2 separate regions of the Sus scrofa genome follow, and region 1 is linked to region 2. A link is a contact called in public Hi-C data. All regions are on one chromosome and are shown on one strand. The core of a region is the stretch at or near the end of the contact, and the rest is flanking DNA. Distances in the headings are between cores, read along the strand shown.

Region 1 (6,248 bases), core at 812-3,311, 390 kb after region 2:
AATTCTTAGGTTGGGGAAAGCAAGACAATTCCAGAGACTGCACAGAAGCACAGTGAAACTTCACCACTTCAGCAAAGTTCTAAAATGCTAATAATTTCCACACCCAAGATGTTACTGTATCCCTTTCTCTCCAATTTCATCGAATACAGAGAGCTCTGGCCATTAAAGTTTCATAAGGACTCAAAGCATAGTATCACCTAAGCCACATAAAGACAGTGCCAGCTTCTCATTATGAACGCAAATCAACACAAAGACTCACTAAGGTACTCTGAAACACACCCGTGGTTCAGTATGCAGTTTAGATAAAGTTGGGCATGACGTCTGATATGTGATAGTTATTACAAGGATTCTAGAATATACTTCAAAAACCTGCACACAGAATTATGGACAGTTATGCAAGGAAATATGGGAAGTAAAACAGAAAAATCTTTGAAATCTGAACTTGAGGGTCTTACCTGGGAAACAAAACCAAACCTGATTGCAGCCAGAGTGTTTTTGTGAAATAAAATCATTACTCATGGGGGATTCTAGTAATGTTTTATTTCTAAGTTATTAATATTGCTAAATTTAGTGTAAGTCACAGAATGAATATACACACCTTGGGATATCCATGGAAATGACTTTCAGACTTTATTTTTCCAAAACGTAATTCAAAACCTAATGAGCAAGCCTAAAACCGCATATTTTGAGGCAGTGAGCCAACATACTAATTCCTTCTCTATTAAGAGAGAGGACTTGGAATTTTATGTTGTATTATTATCACTATCGAAGCTACAGCTAGTCCAGTGAGGTATGTACAACCCCCCAGAGTACACATGCACTAAGAAGCAACAGATGGGAAACCCTGGTCTTTAATTCTGTGACAAACTGAGGTTCTTCAAATAATCCCAGTAATCACTTTACTATTCCTTTCTCAATTCACTCATTGTCTCTAAAGAGTGACCCACCCTACGGACCAAACCCATCTGTCCAACAGTATCATTACAGAAACAGTGAAGCAGATTACCCATCTTTGCCTCACATACTCCCAACTTTGCCAACTTTGTATTTTGTTTGTTTGTTTTTTTTAATTGAAAACGGGTAGGAAATGAAAAAACAGCATTAGGTCATAGATAGCATCATCAAACAGCAGGTGAGGAGGGGCTAGCTATTGAGTTCTCTCTGCTATTAAAAGTAAAAGTGGGGAGTTACCATTACAGCTCAGCAGGCTCCAGACCCAAATGGTGTCCATGAGGATGCAGGTTCAATCCCCTCTCAGTGCACTGAGGATCCAACATTGCCACAAGCTGCGGTGTAGATCGAAGATGTGCTTTGGACCTGGCATTGCTGTGGCTGTGACGTAGGCCAGCAGCTGCAGTTCCAATTCAGCCCCTAGCATGGGAACTTCCATATGCCATGGGTGCAGCCATTAAAAAAAAGAAAAAGGTAAAAGTGAAATGTGTGCCTAAGACTCAAGGATTACTGATTAGGAAAATAGTCTCCACATCATTACCACTGTCATATAGAAAGCTCCCTGCTAGCAAGAAGAGGCTTAGAGGCATGGTTGTGCTAAACTTCCTAGTTACTCTTCAAAATATGAACTAGACAGACATTGAACAAGTCTTCACTTTATCAAAATGCTTTTTTTTTTTTTAATTGAAAAGGGGTAGGAAATGAAAAAACAGCATTAGAGACACTGGTCTCTCCACCATCTAATATTCAAACAAGCTTTAATGAGCAACTACAAGGCACCCATACATATATATACTTTGTATACACTCTTGGGAATGTATGTAAAGAAACAGTTTATACGTTGAGAGGCTTGTATTCTAGCTGAGAAGAGCTATTTGTGAGGTTGTTTCTCATTTTCAGGACAGCTGAGCTGGTGTAAATTTTAAAATCTTATTCATACATGACTTTTTCATTGACGGAAAAGAAAACCCAGGGCCATACAGGCCGATTTGTCCAGCAACAATATCCGTGGTTGTCTGTGTTGCTTGCATTACCTAGTAACGAGCCACTCCAGGCCCACTCATAACTAACCTCCTCAAATCTATTTTCATGAGTAAGCAAGGAGGTATTTGGCTTTCTACCTTAATATTTGAACAAATGACCAATGATGTGTGCCTAGGCCACAACCACCCTCTCCTGGCCACTTCTAGTCTCCCCAGGGGATTAGTCATTTGATAAATCTGCCATTGAATGGGTTTTAAATTATAGGTTAATCGGCAGGGAAAACAAACAAGAAGGTTTACGTGTTTTTCATTAAGATCTGGGCCCTGGCCTAGGAAGCCTCCTTTGGAGGAAGCTGGGAAGAGAGATGGCTTAAATTTACAAAAATTGCTCACCCCAGCCAAAAGGCACACTCATTATACAAGACATAAGTTGAGATGCCAGAAAAGGGCTCACAAAATTGAGTATAATCTTCATTTCTCTAAGTAATGGACCCAAGGAGAAATATTTTCTGCTCCAATTGGAGAGGCTAGGTCACGTTAATGGAAAAAACCACTAAAATAGTAATCAGAGTGACTGGATTCAGTTCAGCATTAAGACTGCTGTATGACCTTTGCTTCCTATCTCTGGCTATTTTCTTCATTTGTAAAACAAACAAGTCAGAAGAAGATCAGGAGGCTTACAAACTAGGTTTCTAGGGATCCATGGAGGTATTTTAGCAGTTCTGCAAACACTTGTGTTATTTTAAAAGGATATTTAACTTTAAAAACAACAGATTTTTTAAAAAAACACATATGGTCACACCAAAACCTACATACTTGTTTTTTTTGTTTGTTTTTTGGCCACACCCACAGCATATGGAAGTTCCTGGGTCAGGGACTGAATCTGAGTCACAGCCACAGTTGAGGCTATGCCAGATCTTTAACCCACCACATCAGCCGAGGATCAAACTCATACCACTAGAGACAACACCAGATCCTTGACTTGTGCCACAGCAGGAACTCCGAAACCTATATATTTAGATACCACCAGCACACACAGGCCTAAGGTGTACTTTGTTTTTTGGGTTGGTTTGTTTTTTAGTCTTTGAAATACACAGTTTTCCTTGACATATTTCTGAATCTATTCAGACGTTTTGAAAAATGACTTCATTGATCAGGAAAAGTCTAACTGCACTGGTCTTTCTTTCAATTCATATTTGTACATATATAAATGTAAGTATATTCTACAGAACAGGCACAACATATTCAATTGTGCACAGGCAAGGCTCAAGCTAATCTCTCTGTGCAGGGCCCCTACTTTCGCAAAACAGCCCACTGTCCAATAACAAGCACATGAATGTGCAGAGTAACAGATGATTTTTAGCATTTAATTTTATACTTGGTGCTTTTTGACAGAGTGATGTTTACTATTAAAACTAATTCCAGCAGTTCTTAATTGCTGATTCAACTGTAAAGTAAAAATTTCCTACAGTTTCAATCTTGGGGGATTATTTTAATTGAATACAGCCCTAGGGTAGTAAAGGATTTTTTTTTTCCAAAAACTATTTCTACTTTTAACTATCTATTTTGTAGAATGTGATTTTTTGTGATTTTTCTTAAGATAAAACATAGAAAGTAATTGGATCCCACGGTTAATATATGACTAGACATTTAAAAATCACTAAATTCAAACTTATGTCAAATTTTTGCAGAAAATATCTGCAAAATACATATCTGACAGAAGATTTGCATCTAGAATACAGAGCTCTGTTAAAATGAAAGAAAACAACTTCCCCTTCCCAAAATGGGTAAAAGATCTGCATGGACAGTCCACAAAGAAGATAAATTGTCAATATACAAGCACATAAAAAGATGCTCAACATACTTAGTCATTAGGTAAAATGAAAATTAAACCACAATGAGATACCACTACATACTTATTGGAAGGAAGGAAGGGAGAGAGGGAGAGGAAAACTGACCCATCTGACAATACCAAGTGTTGACAAGGATATGGAGCAACTAGAATTCTCAGCTTGCAAATGGAATGTAAAATGGTATGGCTAATCTGGAAAACAGTTTGTCTGTTTCTTAGAATGTTAGCTATACACTTTCCACATGACCCAACAATCTCACTCCCAAGTAGCTGCCCAAGTGAAATAAAAACATACATTAATACAAAAATCCATATGCAAATGTTTTTAGCAGTTTTAGTTTTAATTGCCTGTGATGGTTAATTAATGTGTCAACGTTACTGGGCCATGGGATGCTCAGATATTTGACTAGATATTATTCTATGTGTCTCTGTGAGGGTTTTTTTCAGATGAGATTAACAATTGAAGGGTAGCCTGAGTAAGGTAGACTGCTCTCCCTAATGCAGGTGGGCTTCATCCAATCAGTGAAAGGTATGAATAGAATAAAAAGGCTGACTCCTCCTAAGAAAAAATTCCACCTGTCTAGATGCCTTTGAACTGAGGCACTGGCCTTTCCTGTCTTGAGAGTGAAACATCAACATCGGCTCTTCCTAGGTCTCCAGGCTGCCGACTCACCCTGCAGACCTTGAGACTCCAGGCTCCATAACTGTGTGAGCCATTCCTTATAATAAATCTCTTTCTAGATAGACATCTTATTAGTTCAGTTCCTGCAGAGAGCCCTAATGCACTGCCCCAAATTGGAAGCCACCCAAGTGTTCTTCAACTGGTGAAAGAGCTCTTCAACAAACTGTAGCACATGCACAAAGTGGAATTCTAATCAGAAACAAAAAGGAATGAACCACTGGTAGATGCAACAGCACGAATGAATCCCTAATGTATTATATGCTAAGTGTGAGAAGCTGGACTTAAGAGGCTACATACTACATGATCACATTAACACAACATTCTGGGAAAGTCAAAGCTGTGGGGGCAAAAAAAGCATCAGCAGTTGCCAAGGTTCTGAGTTCAAGAGAGGAACTGTCTTCCAAAGGACACGGGGAATTTTTTTATGGTGATGGGAAGGTGGGAAGGTTCCATGCCTTGATTGTAATTTGGTTACATGACTAAATGCATTTGTTGAAACTCATACACTAAAGAGTGATTTTGTTTGTTTCTTCCTTTTTCTTTTTATGGTTGTACCTGGGGCATATGGAAGTTCTCAGGCGAGGTGTCGAATCAGAACTGCAGCTGAGGCCTACACCACAGCCACAGCAAGCCTGGATCTGAGCCACATCTGCAACCTAAACCTCAGCTTGTGGCAACACCGGATCCTTAACCCCCTGAGTAAGGCCAAAGATAGAACCTGTATTCTCACAGACACTATGTCCAGTTCTTAACTGCTGAGCCACAACAGGAACTCAGACAGTGATTTGCAACACATGTAAAATTATACCTCCATGAACAAAAGCATCCTGAAGACTGACATTATGGTAAGCAATGCGCACACATTTACATCAATTTAAAACTGCAAAATAAATACATTATAAATAAAATGTCAGTTATCAGTTGAAATTCCAAGCAAGATTCTGTTTGCAATAAAATCCTTCTCTTTTGCAAAAATACGTGTCAACAGACAGTGGCGTGAAATAAGTCCCCCAAACATCCAAGGAGATACTTATATCTTAATGCGACACAAACATCCAAATTCCCTAACAGTGTAACACTTCTCATTGATGCTACAGAATTTTTACCCTGCGCCCCAAATTCTAGAGCTTTCTCTTTAGATCAGGCCTGGGAGGGAGTGAGTGGTAGTCATCCAAGATGGTACCGCCACGTTCAGCAGCACTCTAACCATACAGCTGTGTAAGAACTCAGACAGCAAAGAGCATGTGACTAAGAGCTCACAGCGTTAGGCAGGATGTTATGGTGCCTTGAATTCCATGATATCTCACTCCTGCTCCTTTCCCACAGTATACCTTCGATCCCATTTCTTATAAGGAGTCTGATTTTCTCATTGTAGTTCTTAATAAGCACTTCCAAAGAAACAGGGTTCTAAATTCGTTTAACTTCTGTAAGGAGAAAGGACTTAATATCTTCTATTTTCAGGCCAATGTGAAGCATTTTCTTCATTACTGGTTTTCTTAAGCCAGTCTCTGAAGAAAGGATCAGAGTATTGGGTTAAAAGTGTTGCCTTGGATTTTTACTTTCTTTTAAGCAATAGATTTAGATTTGAGTTCTTTCCCCCCCTTAGTTTCATAGCTACCACCTATCAAAACAAACTGTTCCACAGTACAACTAGAACAGTCTCCTCCTATACTTACTAGGTCTCAAGACACAAGGCCTGTTTTTCCATCAGTATTATAAGCTGAAGATTACCTTTGGGTTCCTCTTATGTAAAATGAGGATATTACCGATCTGGCTCCCT
Region 2 (6,176 bases), core at 1,165-3,664:
AGTCAAGAAGACAATTTAGTCAGTTGCCAAGCCAAGAGCAAAGCTTGGTCGTGTCCACATAAGAGATGTTGGCCTAAGGGTGGTGTGTGGATGGGTTGGAAAGCGTGTTCTCAGTGGCTTGAGAGCCGGCTGTCCACGTGCTGGTGTGTCTGGCAGGTCATGATTAGTGCACTTACCGTGAGCCATGCATCCTATCAAAATATCATCTTTTCATTTCCATTTTTACTCAATAAATAATTATAAAATGCCTACCACATGCCAGGAACTGTGGCCTTGATACATTTGAAAAACAGCCAGCACACATCTAACTTATTTGCTTGGGATCTTTGTGAAATAGGTAAGAGAGTCAGGCTTCATCTTCTTTTAACCTATAGTAAAGGTTAAACTGACCCAAGGAATTGAGTGGTTTTACTGAGTCGGGGACAGAGCAGGATTGAACTGCCTTTCTTCTCACTTCTCCATCCCTGGATGCCTTTTCCATTGGTGCTTCAGTCTCAAGGCCTCTAGAGTTGTTTGAAGGTGAAAACACAGCAAGGTCAGGAACCAGGTGTCACACACCCCTCACTCCAGGGGTGGGTCGGCTGAATGGGTGTGATACAAACAGGGACCAGGAGATGCAAAGAGGAGTAGCAGGGCCCATGTTCTCTTATTGTGATTAGAGCCTCCCTTGTTTAAGGAGCTTAGGTCTTGGGAGTTCCCTGGTGGCTCAGTGGGTTAAGGATCTGGTGTTGGCACTGCTGTGCCTCAGGTTCAGTCCCTAGTCCAGGAACTTCCTCATGCCCATGCCATAGGTGCAGTGCAGTCCAAAAAAAAAAAAAAAAAAAAAGATGTAAGGGAAAAGGGACAGATATAAATGTTGAAAGACACACGTACAGCATGCCAAGATAGAAGCTGTGAGCCCAGGTTGTGGTTGAGATAGTCACCATGACAGGAGCTCTGGAGGGAAGTAAGGCTCTGGCCTCAGGGAAGCCTTCTCAGGTCAAGTGGAGTTTAGCTGCATGCCCTTGAGGAGGTGGTCACGTGGATCATGGGGGCTTAGTTTCAGGCATGAAGAGGTGGGAGGAAATAGACTCGTTATCTAGAATGTGTTGAGTGCAGAGTGGTTGGGGATCAAATAGAGGGTGGCAAGAAGGCTGGACACTTTTAAGATTGTCGCCACATTTCTCTACTTAAGAGTATCTGGGGGGAGTTCCCCGGTGGCCTAGTGGTTGAGGATTCGGTGTTGTCACTGGTGTGGCACGGGTTTGATCCCTGACCTGGGAACTTATGCATGCTGCAGGTGTGGCAAAAAAAAAAAAAAAAAAGAGTATCTAAGGACAGGAGCCCATTGTCCATGTCAGTTGGGACTCTAAGTTCCTGCCTCACACAGCCTGTCCCCTTGTCTGCAGAGTGTTCCATGCAGATAAAAAGGCTGCCCCACATCTGCAGATGCCTTTGACGGCAGCCGAGGTAGCAGGTGGGAGTGGGACTTGGGTAGTTCTTTTGGTTTTGGTCAAATACATTTGCAGTTAGGCACCAACACCATTGGGACTTCCGGGGATGGGGCAGGTGTTTCTTCAGTCACAAAGTATGTATGGATGTCACAGGGGGACTGGAGCAGACACGCCTCCTGCCATGCTCAGCATGTGCTGGATGGTCCCTAGACCAGCTCCTTCTACTAGCTGCTCCACTTTCCCTGTGGGGTTATTTATTTATTTATTTATTTTTAGTATTAGATGACGATTTTATTATTTTTTTAAATTTTTTGATTTTCATTTTTTTAAGTTTTATTGAAGTATAATTAATTTACAAGGCTGTGATCATTTCTGCTGTGCAACAAAGTGACCCAGTCATATGTATACACACATTCATTCTCTTTCAGATTCTTTTCCCACATGGATTATCACAAGATATTGGGTAGAGTTCCCTGTGCCATACAGCAGGTCCCCATGGGCCAGTCATTCCATATACCTCAGTGTGCATATGCCAATCCCCAACCCCCAGTCCTTCCCTCTCACCCGCGTCTGTGGGGTTATTTGTTTGGACACACTGACTCGGAAGCTCCCAGGGGGCCAGACACTGACCCCTCCCAGTACTGTGGGGAACACTGGTCCCACCGGGGGGTGCAGAGTACATGGCATTCGGTCTGATCAGGATGGAGTGACACTCACCCAGGGCCCTTCCAAGCAGGGATCGGGGGCCGGCTCGGGGCCCTCCTGGTTGTCGCCCCCACTAGCCTGTCAGAGTTTATCTTTGCATGAGACAGATTGTGGTGAAGGAGACAGTCAGTCCAGGAGACTGGCCTGCCCTGAGGAGGCTCAAGGGACCTTCCTGGTGCCATCTTCCTGGTACGCGAGAGCTCGGCAGCCTGTGTCAACAAGCCCAGCCCTGTTTGGACAAGATGTGGTTGACTAACGTTTTCCTCTTGGGCAGTAGGAGTGGACGGGCCTGCTGGGAGGAGCCCCTTTGCTGTAAACTACAGAGATGCCTGTCTTCTGAACCGAACCAGCGGGTCACTTCTGCCTCATTTTTTTTTTTTTTTTCCAATCCTTCAGCAGATGATGGGAGACACCATTTGTTGAGTTTGTGCAGACTCTAAATACTCCTTGGTCACTGGACTGTGCAAAAATATGGCAACAATGCAGGTGCTATGGCCTAGAAATGTTTCCGAAGGCAAGGGAGGAAAAAGCAGTTCTTCTGACAGTAAATGATACATTATACTAATATCAGAAGAATTTTTTTTTGCATGTGTGGTCAGTGAAGAGAATTTTTGGCAGTTGGTTCTCATTGAAGGAGGTCTGTATACAGCACGCTGGAGCCTGGTCAGCGCCTCTGGCTTTTTTTTTTTTTTTTTTTTTTTTTTTTTTTTTTCACATGCAGAGCTGTGGTGCCTAGGGGTCTGGGCTGTGACAGCAAGACGTGACTGCAGGCAGGGAGTGGTCAGCTTGCGCTCAGCATTCCAGATCCTGGCTGTGAGCAGAGTAAGTTGCTGGTATCCACACAGCTTTCTCCCCAGCGCCCCTCCCCAGCCAGGCCTCCCAGCCTTGCTTCAGTGTGTTCATCTGTGGTCCAAGACAAGTCACATCTCTAACCCCCCAGTTACAGCAGCCAGGAGAGCATGTGGATGCCCATCAGCCTTGCTCCAATTTAAGCAGAGGAGTTGAGCGGCAACCAATGGGATCTCCATTGCCGCAAGTGGTACCAAGGCTCTTTTGATGCAGAAGCAGTAGGAATATAGGTTTAGACTTCTGCTATTTCCAGATAATTTTTAATTTCTCCAAGCATATTTATAAATAGAGCTCAAATCATTCATTGGAGAGGGGAAAAGTGCAAGAAAATCAAATGCATTCACCTGTTGCTTTGTTCGATAAGAGATGCACACACAACATCTGTGTGTCCTTTGGTGCCTGGTGTCCTCCTCTGGGCCCAGCCTTTTGGTCCCAGGTGGACCCAGTGGGCAGTGCCAGGACAGGACATCAACTTCTCACTTGCATTAGCCCTGGTACTTAGAACATTTGCCTCTATGAGTTTTGGATAGACCCACATTTTCACCCTGCCAATCTGATTGTAAAGCTCTAGAATCCAGGGAGAGCACAGCACCTCGAAACTGGCTTGACTCCCAAAGTCAAGTACCCTTTGAAAGAGGGCAATTTAGTTTAATTAAAGGTTAGGAAGCACTCTCTTTTGATACCTACAGAAGGAAACACAAAATGGAATATGTGATCATGTTCTTTCTTTAAATGTGGTTCTAGGAGGACAACCAATAATTTATTTTGTGCCTTCTATGTACCAGACACTCCATATGTAGTTATTTTTTAACTAAGAAATCCTGTGCTTCCCCCTCACAAGGGTAGGTTGGGGTGTAGAGTGGGTGAGACCTTGGCCAGGACTGACCATCTGATGTGGCTGAGGGTCTGGATTCACATCATGATTTTGACTCCAGAGCATGGCTTTCACTCTCAGCACCCATGACATTGGGCCATGGAATTCTTGGTTGTGGGGCCTGCATCCCTGACATCTGCCCCCTCCATGCCTCCAGAACACCAGCATCGCCAACCCATAATAATGTCCCCTGCCACTTGTGACAACCCGCAATAATATTATCCCCTGCCAACCAACATCACCCTTTGTGGAGAACCAGTTCTCTGTGGGCTTTATTTTTTCCTGCTGCAGTGCATTCAGAAGGCAATTTGTGGTACCTTTAAAGACTCTCTGTGGCTGGCTTACTTATGTTTATATTAATTGTTTGTATTATAAAATTGATAAAGGCCATTGTGGATGATTCAGAAAATAAATTATTGACAATCTTACCACTTAGAAATACCTACTTTCAACGTTTGGTGCATTTCTTTCCAGGCTCTCTTTCTATGTGTATATATATATATGTGTGTGTGTGTGTAGTAAAAAAAATCATACTGTAGGAGTTCCCTGGTGGCCTAGTGGTTAAGGACGATGTGTTGTCACTGTTGTGGCTCAGGTCACTGCTGTAGCATGGGTTCAATTTCTGGCCAGGGAACTTCTGCATGCCTCAGTTGTAACTCCCCAAGAAAACATACTATAAATATTTTAACGTGGATTTTTATACCTAATATGTTGTCAAGACCATTTTCATACATTAAAAGCATTGCTGTAATTATTTTTACTAATTGGATTATATCCTATGTTTATCCCACAGTTTAGTTAGGCATTCCACAAATATTGGACATTTAGTTTTTCCAATTTGTCCCCAGCAAAAGCTTTGCTTCAGTGGACATATTTGCACATGAATCTTTGTGTAGATTCCTGATAAATTCTCTAGGGTATATATTTCTATGAAAAGAAAAAGTGGGTCATGTTCCATGCATATTTTTAGACTCTGTTTCCTACATACTGTCAAATTGATTTCTGTTAATGTTGGGCTCTCTCTTCCTCTGTTTGTAGGAATCTCAGCCGGCTTGTTAACTATGAGCATTACCTTTTTAAATCTTTTGACCGGCAAAAATGACATCTCATTGTTTTAGTTTGTATTTATTTGATTACCAACCACATAGACCACCCTTCTATTATATAACTATTTGCTTTTATTATTCTCCAAGACATTTGTTAATGAGTTGCATTGTTAGTAGATTAATTAGTAGACTTAATTGTGTCTAAGATTTACTGCTTGCCTTTTTCACAAGGCAGACTTGTAACTGAAATTCCTTAAGTTTTTAGCAGCAATAGAGGGGTTGAACTCTGGGCAAGGATTGGGAGAAGAGGTGGAAAGGAATTCTTGTGTATAAATTGGAGATTACCTAAATTAGAATTAACTGAACCCTGAATTTGGCAGAAGAAAAGAGAATAGCTTATGCCTGAGGTCCTCCAATGGTGAGAGAGATGTTCAGAAATACCTGGTCCGAGAGTTCCTGTGATGGCCACCAGGTGGTGCCATTGGCCCAGGACCATTTGCTATCTGGTGCAGGAAGGGTGGGGGGGTGGGGTGGGCAGAGAAGGTGTTAACAAGTGAGTGAGGTGATAAGCTGCTGAGTGCTGGTCAAACTCTAGGACATTCACTCATTGAGTATTTGTAAGTAAACTGCTTGTGATCCCGTGTTGGCATGGTACGTGTGTGTCTGCGTCTGTGTGTGTTTATGTGTGTGTGCAGAGGAGGAAGGGAAGGTTAGGGCTGGTTATTTACTTGTTTATTTACTAATTGAGACATAATTCACATACCATACAATTCACCCATTTAAAGCATACACTTTATTGGTTTTCAGCATAGTCACATCACCACAACCAACTTTAGAACATTTTTATCACCTTCCAAAGAAAGGCCATTCCCCTTAGCCATCACCCTATCCCCATCTCTGCCCCCTCTCCTGCTCCCTTCACTTCCTATTCCCCTTTCCCAGCCCCTGGCCTCAACTAATCTCCTTTCTGTCCCTCTAGATTTGTCCACTCTGGACCCTTCCTGTAAGGGAGTCTTCAGTGGGTAGGCTTTGGTGATAGGGCTGTTCTTGGGCTGGTATTACTTGCCCCAGCTGACACTGTCCCAGCTGACTTTGTAACAAGAGGCATCAGGGCAGCTAGATAGACTGTTTCAAGTACTGTGGCATTACCAGGCCTGTTAGGCTAGAGAAAGCTACCTAGAAAGCAGTTTTCTCACCTGATGGATAACCAGAATCTCCTGAGAAGCTTTTATGTTATTTATTTTTTGGTCTTTTTAGGGCCACACCTGA

What was found. Hi-C and Micro-C count contacts between places; a contact is called where the count stands out from the background.
Region 1: a contact with region 2 is called in a Hi-C map of mesenchymal stem cells, with 4 times the contacts expected there. The contact joins two enhancer-like sites. A contact is called at or near these places in 1 of 5 promoter capture datasets (liver) and 20 of 47 Hi-C or Micro-C datasets (adipocytes, adipose tissue, alveolar macrophages and 13 more).

What each region holds. Positions count from the first base shown.
Region 1 is chr1:136,930,575-136,936,822 of Sscrofa11.1, forward strand. All of the region lies in intron 7 of FMN1 (formin-1), which reads right to left. Among named protein-coding and RNA genes, the nearest start is that of FMN1, 230 kb to the right of the region's middle. Within about 2 kb of position 2,062, at least 10 of the 83 cell types and tissues checked have an H3K27ac peak or open chromatin away from gene starts, as enhancers often do. A contact at or near this core is called in embryonic fibroblasts, where this site is marked.
Region 2 is chr1:136,544,652-136,550,827 of Sscrofa11.1, forward strand. The region is part of intron 2 of SCG5 (secretogranin V); the gene reads left to right. Among named protein-coding and RNA genes, the nearest start is that of SCG5, 22 kb to the left of the region's middle. Within about 2 kb of position 2,415, at least 7 of the 83 cell types and tissues checked have an H3K27ac peak or open chromatin away from gene starts, as enhancers often do. A contact at or near this core is called in embryonic fibroblasts, where this site is marked.